Linked DNA regions of Danio rerio: region 1 is linked to region 2. Evidence: chromatin contacts called from public HiCAR-type data. All regions are on one chromosome and are shown on one strand. Each heading gives the region's core, a stretch centred on a gene start, on an enhancer-like site or on the middle of the called end of the contact. The rest is flanking DNA. Distances are from core to core; before and after follow the strand shown.

Region 1 (7,561 bases), core at 1,155-3,654, 150 kb after region 2:
AATTACCAAAATATATATTTTTTTCAGCTCTTAAATGTGTGACTAAAAATTGCTTATTGGGCAACACGATGGTCTAGTGGTTAGCGGCGGTTGGAAGTTGGCGGTTCATTCCACTGTGGCGACCCCTGATAAATAAGGGACTAAGCTGAAAGAAAATGAATGAATGTATAAGTTTTCATTTGTTAGGTGCATTAGATGGACTGGCATATAACCATAATTATATAGCATTTATAAGACTTAATTAAAAAAAGGTACGACTAAAGAAATAAAAGCTGTAATTTACTGTGAACTAACACAAAAATAAGTATAATACAACTTTGATTCGAAAGAAGGCGCCCGCTAAAATGTCATTCAGTATGATAACTAATGTTTTACATGTGTTTATGAATACACTTTTATAAATGTAACTTGATGCAGACACCAAAAATTATGCATCTTATCTTTGTATACATTGACAGGGAGATATGCACTGCAAAACATGCTTTTCTTAATTAGATGTTTTGCCTTGTTTCTAGTCCAAATATCTTAAAAACTCTTAAATCAAGAAGCATTTTCTAGACAAACAAAACACATTGTTTTAATTTAAGAAATAATATGGCGATATAAAAAAATTTTCCTTAAAACAATCAAAATAATCTGCCAATGGGGTGAGCAAAATAATCTAATGTCAAAAGAAAAAAAAACAGTTTATTAATCTTACCCTATTGGCAGATTATTTTGCTTTGTTTTAAAGAAAAACTCTGCCTTTACTGCCGTATTATTTAATATTATTTCTTAAATGAAGACAACGAGTTTTGCTTGTCTAGAAAATGCTTTTTGATTTAAGAATATTAAGATATTAAGACTAGAAACAAGACAAAAAAAATCTAAGTAAGAAAAACTTTTTTTTTTGCAGTGTGGTTAGGGTTACAAACAAGTTTCGTGGAAAGCTTAAAGCTGGATCAAGAGGTAAGAGTAAAGTTCAAGAGCCTAATTATAGATGTAACCACAAAAAGTAATTAGATGTAGGATCTATATGTGTGACATGGGTTTGTATATAGATATGCTGTAAAAATATACATGGTTAGTAACTTAGTGTATTATATCTTTGTTTGAGTCACTGCATTATATATTCGTCACACACTAATAATATATGAATATGGATATGCATACTAAAAGAAATGCTGCAAAATTGTCACAAACAATTTATATTTGCTGAATTTAAACTAATTAAATTTAGTAATGTTAAAAATTAATTTGTTTGTTGAAATTAAACCCAAATTAATTGTTTACAACCAATTAACTTAAAAAAAACATTTAGCAAATCCAAGGTATTATCTTTAAATATTTTTCAGTGTAGTTACAAATGCAAGTAACGCACATTATCGTTACAATCATGTACCTGACGGTTTAAGTGCAATTGCATCCACATAACTAGCGTTGTTCATTGGTTATTACAGTAATGCTAGACTGTAAAGTGTATCCCATCTTTCTCCAAATCCGTTTGAAGTAAATATCAGTCTATAATAAAGATAAAGAGAAGGTGTGTGTGTGTGTGTGTGTGTGTGTGTGTGTGTGTGTGTGTGTGTGTGTGTGTGTGTGTGTGTGTGTGTGTGTGTGTAAAACACGTCGTGATGACGGTTTGAGTGCTGTGGTGGAGTGATGGAGTCATTAGGCGCTACAGCGGCAGTGCAGTAAACTGTCTCACAACAGCTGATTAGTCTGAGTGAATCCCGCTGAGCCATGACCACACACACACACGCACTTACACACACACACACACACACACACACACACACACACAGTTGTGTTTTCCCCCACTCTATCATAGTAACACGCCCAGCCTTCATAGTAAAAGCCGCATGAATGTTTGTTGACTAAAACAACTGACAGAAACAAAACAATCAACTTTCGCTGTCATATCAGCAGCTCCGTCAAACTTTGCTCTGGCAAACATGTCAAATGCTATTTGTAGAAGTTATTTAAACTGGAGAACACACAAACAAACAAGCGTGTCTAACTAAATAATGAGCTTTTCTCTTGTATTACCGTGAGCGCAGGGCAGTCTGCAGCGGCCGCTCGGATGACTCCGGCTCTCCAGCCCCAGTGCGAGATCCCCGCGGGCTCCAGCAGACGATCTCCAGAGCCGCTCGCGCACAGGCAGCGCTTCCCCGGCAGCTCCACCGCCATAGTCCCGCAAAAAAGTGCGAAAAATGTCCACCGACAACACGCAAACTTCCTGCAACTATGGCCTGAGGTGTTGACACATTATTAAATTACGGCGATTAAATGAATATTGTGGTGTGTTTTGAGTACAGGGGGTTTAAATTCCCTGCATGCGTCCTCTGGCGAGCGCTAGTGGCTCTGTGCGCCGAGAAACTGATTTACACTAGGAGTAGTAACAGTCATTATGGCTCTCTCTCTCTAGCTCGCTCTCTCACTCACACCACACACACATTCTCTCTCTCACTCTCGCTCTCTCACTCACTCACACGTGGTATTCATCCGCCCCAGTGAAAGCATACAGGACTATCAGACCGCAGAGAAAACACTTGTCCGTCCGCCAGACTTGAGTTCACTCCTCTTTTGGAAGCACTGCTGCAAACTGCAGAGAAAGTAGTCCCTCGTCTGGATTCATATATTCTGAACTTCTGAATCACACTTTAAAACTACAGTTGAATTTGATTTAATTATTTTATCAGAAACTGGAGTGTCTCATTCAACATGTTATTATAATTTAATTATTCTTAATCATTATTTATTAATCTATCTATCTATCATCTATCTATCTATCTATCTATCTATCTATCTATCTATCTATCTATCTATCTATCTATCTATCTATCTATCTATCTATCTATCTATCTATCTATCTATCTATCTATCTATCTATCTATCTATCTATCATCTATCTATCTATCTATCTATCTATCTATCTATCTATCTATCTATCTATCTATCTATCTATCTATCTATCTATCTATCCATCCATCCATCCATCCATCCATCCATCCATCCATCATCTATCTATCTATCTATCTATCTATCTATCTATCTATCTATCTATCTATCTATCTATCTATCTATCTATCTATCATCTATCTATCTATCTATCTATCTATCTATCTATCTATCTATCTATCTATCTATCTATCTATCTATCTATCTATCTATCTATCCATCCATCCATCCATCCATCCATCCATCCATCCATCCATCCATCATCTATCTATCTATCTATCTATCTATCTATCTATCTATCTATCTATCTATCTATCTATCTATCTATCTATCTATCTATCTATCTATCTATCTATTACAACAAACATCATGTAAAGTGTTCCTCGTAGTTTTATTTATTTATTTTTTTTTTTTTCAAAATAAAAACGTATTTCAGTTTTTGTCCTTGCAACACATTTCAAAAAAGATTGTAACAGTAAAGCATTTACCACTTTGCAATAATGACATTCATTATCAAAAGTGTTTCAGGTCTAACTTTTGTCCCGTTCCTCCTGCAAACAAGTCTTAATGTGGGCAACAGTACAGGGTCTTTTGTTGTTGTACCTGTATCCTCTTCCATTGCAGCCAGGACTTTGTAATGTGTGCAAAATGTGGTTTTGGATGGTCTTGTTGAAATATACATGGGTGTCCCCAGAAAAGTATGCAGCATATTGTGCTCCAAAATCTCTATATACATTTCAGCATTAATCGTGCGATCACCGAAGTGCAAGCTACCTTTGCTAAGGGCACCGACACAACTTAATATCATGACAGACCCTGGCTTTTGAACTTGTTGCTGGAAACAGACTGGATGATCCTTTTCTTCTTTGGTTCAGGGCGTACAGCATCCATTTCTCCCAAAATACCTGACATACTGATTTATCTGAAAACAATACACATTTCCACTGTGTGATAGTCCATCTCAGATGCCTCTAAGCCCAGGGAAGTCGACAGCGATTCTGGACACTGTTAACATAGGGCTTCCTTTTGGCACAGTACAGTTTTCACTGGCATTTGTGGATGTAGCTACTGTGACAAGTCTCTTAGACCAACCCACTCATCGGCCGAAGCAGGAAAGACAGACTCATTTGCACAATTGGGAACACCTGGTTTCCCCTCTATAAAAAGCCAGCAGTGTTTGCTTGTTGAGCTTTTGCTCCTGTTTATTTTGCTTTGTTTCTTTCTAGCCTTGGTTAACATTTGATTTTTGCTAACCTAAAGTGAGCACTTGTTTATTCTTTAATGTTTAAATAAATATTTTTCGGTACCAAACCATCCTGTGTGTGTCCTCTCTTTAATTTGTCATTGCCTTTAAGCCAGGTCGAGACACTACATATTGCGACACTGGACAAAGGTTTGCAAAAGTCCTGAGCCCATGTGCTGATATTGCTTATATGAATTCTTAATGCTTGCATCCTTGTCCTTTATGCACTGAAATCCTACAGATTCCTTGAATCTTTTAATTATGTTATGCACTGTTGAAGGTAAATATCCAAATGTCTTTATTTCTTTTTTGAGGAACATAGTTTTTATTTAAAAAAAAATGTGTAAAATAATCAATTAAGGCATAGTTTTTTTTTTTTCGATGCATTTGATCTTTTGTAATGCACACATGGTCAATTTAATGACCTAGTTATTTTTAAAACAAATTAAAAAGTATAAACATGAGCCTAGATCAGTAATATTCATTTGTTTGTTTTTGTCATTTAACTCTAAAAAACTCACCAAATCTTTTACCTTGAAGACTGCAAACATTCTCAATACAACTGTGTGTTTTGAGTACTTAATTATTTCAATAACCTTAACAACACATAATTTAAAACTATATACAAGAACACGGTACAATATATAACTTTTATTCATTATTTTACTTACTTACCTTCCTGTTTATTTGTTTAAAGATTACCAAATATAAATCTGCATATTCTTAGTACAACTTAGAACAATCAATCAATCAATCAATCAATCAATCAATCAATCAATCAATCAATCAATCAATCAATCAATCAATCAATCTATCTATCTATCTATCTATCTATCTATCTATCTATCTATCTATCTATCTATCTATCTATCTATCTATCTATCTATCTATCTATCTATCTATCTATCTATCAATCAGTCTATTATAACAGTCGGTTGGTCAGTCAGTCATTTTATGTCTTTGTTAAAAACATTGATCATATGATCCTCCACAGCTCTGTCTAAAATACTTTAAAAATGTTGCACTTATTCATATTATATAACTTGCTATAGCCTTTGTTTGCAGTGGCTCAGTGGTTAGCATTTCTGTGTGGAGTTTGCATGTTCTCCCCATGCCCGCAGTCCACAGACATGCGGTATAGGTGAATTGGGTAAGCTAAACTGGGCATAGTGTATGCGTGTGAATGTGAGTGTTTATGTGTTTATGGGCTTTTCCCAGTATTGGGTTGCAGCTGGAAGGGCATCCACTTTGTAAAACAAATGCTGAAAAAGTTGGCAGTTCATTTTGCAACGGTGACCCCCGATGAAAAGGGACTAAGCTGAAGACATATGAATGAATGAGATATTTAAATACAGGGAGGGCCATTTAAATGGATACACGTTAATAAAATGGGAATGGTTGGTGATATTAACGTCTTGTTTGTGGAACATTAGTGTATGTAAGAGGGCTTGTAAATAACTGATGAAAAAATAAGGATACATTAAAACCAAGCATACCATTGTTTTTTCTTGTGAAATTCCCAGTATATATATATATATATATAACAGTTCTTTCTGGTTCTCGAATCTGATTGGCTGATAGCCGTGATATATTTAAGTAATATAAGAACCCGTACAGCCTCTTTACCCTATGTGTATTACTCCGCCCACATACAGCCAGCAAAAAGCAGACACTACAGATCTAAAGTTTAAAAGATGCTTGCTCAGCTGTTTAACTGTCAGCTTATGATTTGAATCCAATGTGGAAGAAAGTAGATCCTCATACAAAAGGGTTTTTGAGACTCTCCATGTTTGATTTTGTTTTTATATACACAATTATGCGGTCAAACTGTTGTATAAACGCAATATCACACGAGTAGCAGTGCGATATGGTTGTATATCGGCACTGGTGGGGCCACTAAGGCACTCGACCTGCGGCCTCGTGTCAATGCACGCCTCCCACCAGTGCCGATATACAGCCGATATATATATATATATTTTATATATATATATATATATATTATATATATATATATATATATATATATATATATATATATATATATATATATATATTTTTTTTTTTTTTTTAGAGAGAGAAAGAGAGAGAGAGAGAGATCTAATATGACACTCTTCCATATTAGATATATAATTTAAGTTTAATGTAATTTTGCTGTATTTAGATATTGTATTTGCAATAAAGGGAAAAAAAAAAAGCTTGGTCTAATTATATTAACATTTCTCCTAAAAGCGCCCAAAAGTGGTGTTTGTGGTTAATTCTGTCAGATGACTATAGTGTAAACTTGGAGAGGTTGAGGTCATAGAGCGTGACCAGTGTTGTCATGTGAATGATAAAAATAAACTTATGCAAGTGCAATGATATTTGTGTGCTTAACAATGGGGCAAAACATTATGCACAATTTCTACACTCTAATTACATGTTTTACAATGTAACTTCAGTTTTTTTGAAAATGAAACTCAGAACACTCCAGAACATTCATGACAGATAATTATAGATCATTAGGCTACAGATAATTACAGGACATTACTGTTATCTTACTGCCCTCGTGTGTCGTGAACTGGAAATGCATAGAGCACAACACAAATATATACTACTCGTCAGATTTTGCTACCAGTGTAAATTTTCATGTGGAGTGTGATGTAATAACGCCCTAACCTACCTAATCCCTAACCCCAAACTTTAGAAATATTCAAATACACTTTTGGTAGCATAATTTAATGGGTGGGATAAAATGTCAGGACACCCTGTTTTGCGGCTGGAAGAGTATCCACTGGCACTGTGTAAAACAAATGCCAGAATACTTGGGAAAAATCAGGGACTTGGCCGAAGGAAAATGAATCATTGGAAACCATTCAACCTTGACTTCATAATAAGGAAAACTAATATTGTGGAATTCATTGGTTACCATGCAATTTCCAGCTTTCTTAAGATTTTTTTTATTTAGTGTTCAACAGAGGAGAAGTAAATCTAACAACAGATTTGAGACAAATTAATGGTGAGTAAATTAAGACTTTTTGGGGGGGGGGGGGGGGGGGGGGTGAACTATCCCTTTAACTGCTGTACTTCTGCCACCTGCTGGTTATAAGTTGAGTTGTATGACTTTTTCATCTGACATATTTACATGTAATAAATGCTGAAAAACGACTATGAGTTTAAATATTGAACCAACTGTGTTCTGGTATTATGTATCTATTTACATTCAAAACCTATTAAAGCCCATTCCCGCCACTGAATAAAAAAATATTAATAATAAATGCAATGTAAAAAATATGTAAATTCAGAATTCCGAGTTATAAAGTCAGAATTGCTAGTAATTAAGTCAGAACTTTAATAACTTAGAATTCTAAGTTTATAACTCGCAATTTTGACTTAACAGGC
Region 2 (6,925 bases), core at 1,520-4,019:
AATAGCAAAAAATGTCTGCAGATTCTGTTTGGCCCTACTTATGACATGTGCCTGCTGGCTGTCTTTCAGTTAGTTTTTATGGTTTCTCATTGGCAAACTGATTATGTTCACCTGTGTCTTGTTTGGTTTCTCATTTAGCCTTGCATTTAAACAGAAGATTCACTGAAAATTTAACATTTGATGTTAATTTCAACATAGTCTCGTTGGAAATATTTAGTTTGAACCCTGTTCTTTGTGAAAGCTCAAAAACACATTTCATCATACATTTAACTGCAGTTTCTAGGTAAAATGAACACTATGGGGCAATATGACGCTACCAATTTTTGTTCCTTTTCACACTAATGATATTTACAGGGTCATATTATCAACAATCTACAAATTTTCATGCATTTCTTTGCACAACACCACATAAGTACCACAAAACAACTTAACAGTAGCTATGTTTTCATCCACCTATTTTTATGCACATTTTGCATATGTGCATAAAAAAGCGGTTGATGGAAACGTCATGATGTGCATACATTTTGAAAATGCGCATAAAAATTATGCGCATAACTGAGCAGGACAAACTTTTTATTCGATAAAAAAAGATGTACTATGATGGAAACACTTTTACTGCACAAATTTCAGTATGCGAATTAAGGTCATGTGATTTTGTGAAAAGAGTAATGTGATAATGAAAATGTGTGTAAATGGACAAACCAGCAGGCTGAGCATACTGTAAAACACCTAAACTGTTGTTTTGGTCATTCTAAAATGCCTTACCATTTAAGTATCAGTGTTATTATATCATTAATGACCTCCAGAATCAAGAGAGTCTGTGCTCTGCGTCTGACACCTTCAATTACCACCGTGTGTTAACTGCGTGTCAGGATCCTTTTTTAAATGAAAAAATGAGTGACGCAGCTTCTCCAACTGCAGCAAGTTCCTTTTTACTGTTGATATTTGGCACCAGTTAATCAGGAAGAGACATTTTTGTTCGCTTTGACTCGTTGGATGGAAACGCTGCTTTATTCGCACGGCTTTTATGCGATAATTCATTTTTGCGCATAAAGTTAATTCGGATTTTTGGATGGAAACATAGCTATTGTCTATGAATTGTAGTAATATATGTTTTCTACCTGTCTTTCTTCATATGGACAACTTTACAGATGTGGTTAGTTTGCTCTGTGACTCACTTTGTACCGTGTTGTACTTGTGATGTAGAGTGCTCTGGTTTGAATTCATGAAAGCACAGTTCCATAAAAGAGATCAATGTAAAGGTGATCTGTTTGACAAGCTTTGCCTTCTGGATGTAAACAGGATATATTTCTAAAAAATACAACAAAATGTACCCTAAGTAACACATCCCTCTAGTGGATTTGCTATCTGAAACATGCAATGAAATGCACCCGGAGCAATGCAATTTATGTTTCACAAAAATGTAGGCTGAGGGAACTATTTCATTGACACTTGGATGGTTAATTTACTCACTCACAGCTCATTCAATATGCCCATTTGTCCTGAACAGTCTTTAGCTGAAACTTATTATAGGGAGTTGGTTTGACAAAAAAAAAGTTTAGATTTAGTTAATTAACATAAAAAGGACATTGCAATGCCAAAGTCTTCCAGGTTTTGAATATGTTTTGTTAACTTTTTTCATTCCAGTAAATGCCACTAGATAAAAAGAAGACATTTAGCATGCATAAACTGTAATATGTAATCCTGTAATCGATAAAATAACTACCTGTAATCTTATTTTGAGTATTTTAAAACGTTACAATCCACAATTACATGTACTTAAAGGGACTGTTCACCCAAAATTGAAAATTTACTTACCATAGGTTTCTTTACTCCGGTGAACACTAAAGAATATATTTTGAAGAAAGCTGGAAACCTGTAACCATTGACTTCCATACTATTTGTTTTTCCTATGGATGACAATGGTTAGTTTTCCAGCTTTCTTCAAAATATTTTCTTTAGTGTTTTTTACTTTTTACAGACTAAAGAGAATTACAATGTAATCACCTGGGGGTAAGTAAAAGTGAGTAGATTATAATTTTGGGGTGATGCTTTAATTTTTCTGAATATGATAACATTATTCAGATAAGCCTAGTTTACATTTGTCAGTTGTGACATACGTGGTCTTAATTAAAATCATTGACAGTTGTCATGTTTCAAACACGTCTGTTGACTGGATTAAATAAAATCTGCTGCTGTTGAGATACTCTGCTCTCTTCCCTCTAAAAACATTTATATAAAAGTGAATTAAAGAACAAATAACGTTACTACGAATATAGTAATGGTTTAGTAAAGCAAAGTCGTGGTGAATTTGTGGTTAAGGTGTAACTACTTCGAACATGTTTTTTGTTGTTGTTTGTTTTTATAGTGATAAGAGATGTTTTTATTGAAACATTTAACAGTAATACAAAAACCTACATAAAAGATATAAACCATATGACAACAAAAATAGACAACAGAACAAAACTAAAAAAAAAAACAAAAGATTTTGGCAGGGGTGGTATGAATGACAAAAAAAAAACACTTTAAATCTATCTTAAAGCATTGTCATAGTGATGTATAAAAGGTCATATAAAATATAGTCTCTGGGTGCAATAGAAAAGAGACACTGTAAGATTCACAGTGTTATTTATTTTAAAGCTTTACCATTGCTGGAGGTTGAGTTTGTGTTGTCCAGCAGATGTCGTCATACACTTTGGATTCATTCAGACTTCCGCTCTCCAGCACGTGTCACGTCACTACAAACAAACACGACGCTCAAGAAGTTACGCAAGGTGTTCAGCCGTGTTTATGGTTAATCTTCTAAGTGTAAATAAAGAAGTTGCCACTGTAAAAACGGCGAAACCGCATGCTCAAATAGAAATGGAAGTAATTGACAGCCCTCTAAATCGTGTAAGTGATATCTTGAATAGCATAAAATGTAAAAAAAATGTTCTGTCAACTTAGTTACTGACGATAATACAAATAAACACGTTACGCGTTTTTTTATGTTTTGGCTTTACGTGTTTAAACTATGTTGAGTATGTTGTGTTTAACGTAATTAACACCTTAATTTGTCAATGAAAACTATAAAATTTAATTAAACCCTCATCAGTCCTGTATTTAGGTCAATTTTAATTTACCTATACTGTAGCTAAACAAATAACTATAAATTTCTTTAACTACTTAAGTAAAAAGTGTTTTACTTTTTGTAACGTTACTAAGTGATTAAAAAAATAACTCAAATGATTTCAGTAATTGTTATGAAAACAGCATAATACTAAAAATATTCATAGAGGTAAATTTGGTTTTATTCCCTAATAATATAATTTCGGAAAAATATTCTTTGCTAATTCTAAATAGGGAAATCATATTATCAGCAAATGACCATCAAAGTACAACATTGTTCACTGTGAATTAGATAGTGCTGATGTTGTTGAGAAGTCATACTTGCATGCTAATTCCGATCGAATATTCAAATTAACATGATAAACGATATAGAGACTGCTAAATGAACGAACGTGCGAATATAAAACCTACTTTACCTTTATATATATTTTTATATTAATTTAAATGTAAAAAGAAATATATATAATGACAAATAAGTCACACTTAAAAAAGCTGGTTCTGAACTTCCATGGGGCCAAATGTATGAAGATTTGAAGAGATATACCTGGTTTAACGTTAAAAAAAGTTTTAAAAAATGCTAAAACTTGAACATTAATATATGAATCAGATTAATATAAAATAAAAATAAGGTTAAATATTAATAAAGGTTATACTAAATGTTAATAAAAACTAAATTAGCACATGGTGACAATGATACCTTAATAGGCTCACTGTTAAATATGTCCACAATTGTTTCTGGGTTGCAGTATTTTCTATTGAGTTAAAATTGGTTTTATATTCACAAATTTGGACTTTGTCCTTAATAATATAATTTCAGAAAAGTATTTTTTTGCAAATTATAAATAGTGAAATCATAATAGCAGCTAATGACTATCAAAGTACAACATTGTTCACAGTCAAATAAATAGTGCTTATGTTGTTTTGAAGTCATATTTGCATGTCATTTCAGATCGAATATTCAAATACCATGGTAAACAATATAGGGAGCTTGCCAGAAGTTGTCACTGAGCGAAAGTGTGAATATAAAACCTACTTTACCTCAATGTAGTTTGTCTTGCAATCCAAAAATACCACATACTGTTTTGGGTTCAGTTTTTTTTTTTTCTCATTGTATTAAGACTTTAGCATTAAAAAAATAGGAGTCTGTTTATATAAAGTTAGATAGTTCTTCCAAAACTGCAAATTTGATCAGATTTACCCAACCTTCACTCGATAATTTTCAGAATGTTGTATAGAAACTGATAACCATTGACGTCCATAGTATTTTTTTTCCCACTATGGGAGTCAATGGTTACTGGTTTCCAGCATTCTTCAAAATAGCTTACTCCCCGTTCAACAGAAAAGCAAACAGGCTTGGAAGCACTTGTGTGTGAGTAAATTGACATTTTTGAGTGAACTGTCTTTCCTGTTAGTAATGTCTTTTTCTCCAGAATTTTTGACCGTGTTCTTTTCTACAGGCTCATCATTACGGCCGAAGGGCAGATCAGTTGGTGATGAAAGGAAAATATGAGGAGGCGATTGAGTGCCATCAAGAAGCAGCAGGTACAGGAATGAATCCTTTTTTTCTCCCACCTCAAACCATCCACACATAATTAGAGGTTGGGAAACAGTCATTAAAAACAAAAGAGTCACTGAATCTGTTTCTCTCTCTGCTCAGAGCTGTTGAAAGAAGCTTCATCAATGACACAGAGTCAACAGGTAAGACGTGTTTGAGACAGCAAGTGTGTCTCCATTGCAGTAGGGCGCCGTTTCTGTTGGTCTTATAGACTAGGCAACACTGTTCTAGAGTCTGGGGCTGTTTCTCAATATGCATTCTTCAGCGATCTTGCGTCCTCGTGTTCTCATGTAACGACTTCATCATCAACTGCCAAAGTTCAATTCCAAAATCAAGTCGGCAAGAACGGAGGACACGTGAAAGTTCCTGGATGTGTTCTTGATAACTAGGATGCACCGATGCAGACTTGAGCGTAAAACTTGCTCGAGAAGTCTCAGAAGTCATTGTTACTGAATAAAGGAGGTTGGAAGCGCAGCATTACATATGGGTTTATTATTAAAGTTCAGAGGTATAACTTATTTATCTCAGGAGTTTCCTTAAATGAGACAGTGAAAGTAAAAATTACCATAAAAATATTAATAAAGGCATAAACACATTAAGGGTGTTTATTTTCTGAAATTCTTATTAAAGTCTGTGTTATTTGCCTTGTGCAATGTATATTTGTAAGGTTTTGTGCATGATACATATATATTGAAAAGGAGGACAACAATAAATTGTTGTATAAATGCTATAATGCTTAGATAGTTTTCCGTTAAAAACATGTAAAGGTCATGTGACCATCAGGAAGAACGCAGCATCTTATTTCTCACAGGACACGTTCTCTGTTCTCGTGATCTCCTGAGTTTGTTCTTCCGAGGTGACCTGGCAAGAGCGGTCTACACAATAACGTTAGTCCTTTCTCTGCGTTCTTGTAATTGAGAAACAGCCTGGATATCTGCAGTCTGATGAGTTATTTCTGGTGTGTTTGATTAGAAAGAGGCGCAAAATATTTCATTAAATGTGTTTTTGAGTAGTTCAAGTATGAAAATAGTTGAATATGTCACACAAAATTCTAAATCAGAGATGCCCAAAATAGAGCCCACGGGCCAAAGTTGGCCCATTGGAATGTTTGATTTGGCCCACCATCCCAACTGAGATGAGAGTGAGATTAATGGAGGAGATTGACACAGAAATCTAATTTGATGTAATCTTTTTTGTTAGTGTTATTGCTGAGCTACAAAAAATCAAACTGAAATGAAATGTTTCAATCAAATGTTGTAAATTAATTACATTTTTAAAAATGTAAATACTGTCACTCGACAGATAGAGGACTATGCAGAAGCAAATCAAGGCAAAATCTAGAGAAATTCTGTTATTAATTAGATTTTGTTTTTACTGTAATAAGGTCATTGTACAATGTAAAAAATACTGTATTAGTTAACATAAAGCAGTGTTTTCTAGTAATTTTAATTATCATTAAATAAGTTAGAAATGTATCCATGGCAACTACTTAACTGATTTACCTTCGGCCCACTAGCCGTAATCAAATTAGAGTTTTGGCCCTTCATGAAAAGAGTTTGGGCACCCCTGCTTTAAATAAACCTAGATGGAATCTGGAGAAAGTTTACTCATATTTTCTCTACTATTATTGGAATAAAATGTAAAGAATGGATTTGTGCATAATATGTAATATGTGTCAAATTCATCACATGTTGAGCTACTTAATGGACATTTGTAGTATAAAGATGTACTGGTCACATTTCTTTGGTTATTTTTGAGGACCAAATATAACAAAGATGATCTCGAGATGATTTAGTTTTATTTATTTTTTATTATAATTTTTGACCCTTATCATGTAGTAATTGTTTATGTTGTAAGAAGAAAAAGAAACATACATTTTTTTAGTTAGGTGAGTCCGATAAATAATAATTATGATAATAATATTAATAATAATATTAGTCAGCATGGGGGCTCAGTGGTTAGCACTGTTGCCTCACAGCAAGAAGGTCGCTGGTTTAAGTCCCAGCTGGGCCAATTGGCATCTCTGTGAGGAGCATTTCGGGTGCTCCAGTTTTTCCCACAGTCCAAATACATGCGGTATAAGTGAATTGCATGATCTAAATGGGCAGTAGTGTATGATTGCGTGTTTAAATAAGAGAGAAGATGGGTGTTTCCCAGTACTGGGTTGCAGTTGGAAGGGCATTCACTGCTTAAAACTTATGCTGGTGTAGTTGGGAGTTCATCCCGCTGTGGTGACCCCTGATAAATAAGGGACTAAGCTGA

Evidence for each region. HiCAR-type assays count read pairs that join an accessible place to other places.
Region 1: a HiCAR-type map of caudal fin shows a contact between it and region 2, with 9 times the contacts expected there. The contact joins the promoter of jmjd1ca here to the promoter of nrbf2a in region 2. A contact is called at or near these places in 6 of 18 Hi-C or Micro-C datasets (caudal fin, embryo, hematopoietic stem cells and 2 more) and 2 of 4 datasets of contacts at active chromatin or transcription factors (caudal fin and embryo).

What each region holds. Positions count from the first base shown.
Region 1 is chr17:48,820,931-48,828,491 of GRCz12tu, forward strand. It overlaps jmjd1ca (jumonji domain containing 1Ca), which reads right to left and starts at 2,405. Exons shown (of 27, transcript XM_021467470.3): 1 at 2,029-2,405. The coding sequence starts at 2,169.
Region 2 is chr17:48,669,789-48,676,713 of GRCz12tu, forward strand. It overlaps nrbf2a (nuclear receptor binding factor 2a), which reads left to right and starts at 2,770. Exons shown (of 4, transcript NM_001386790.1): 1 at 2,770-2,892; 2 at 4,566-4,650; 3 at 4,766-4,806. The coding sequence starts at 2,791.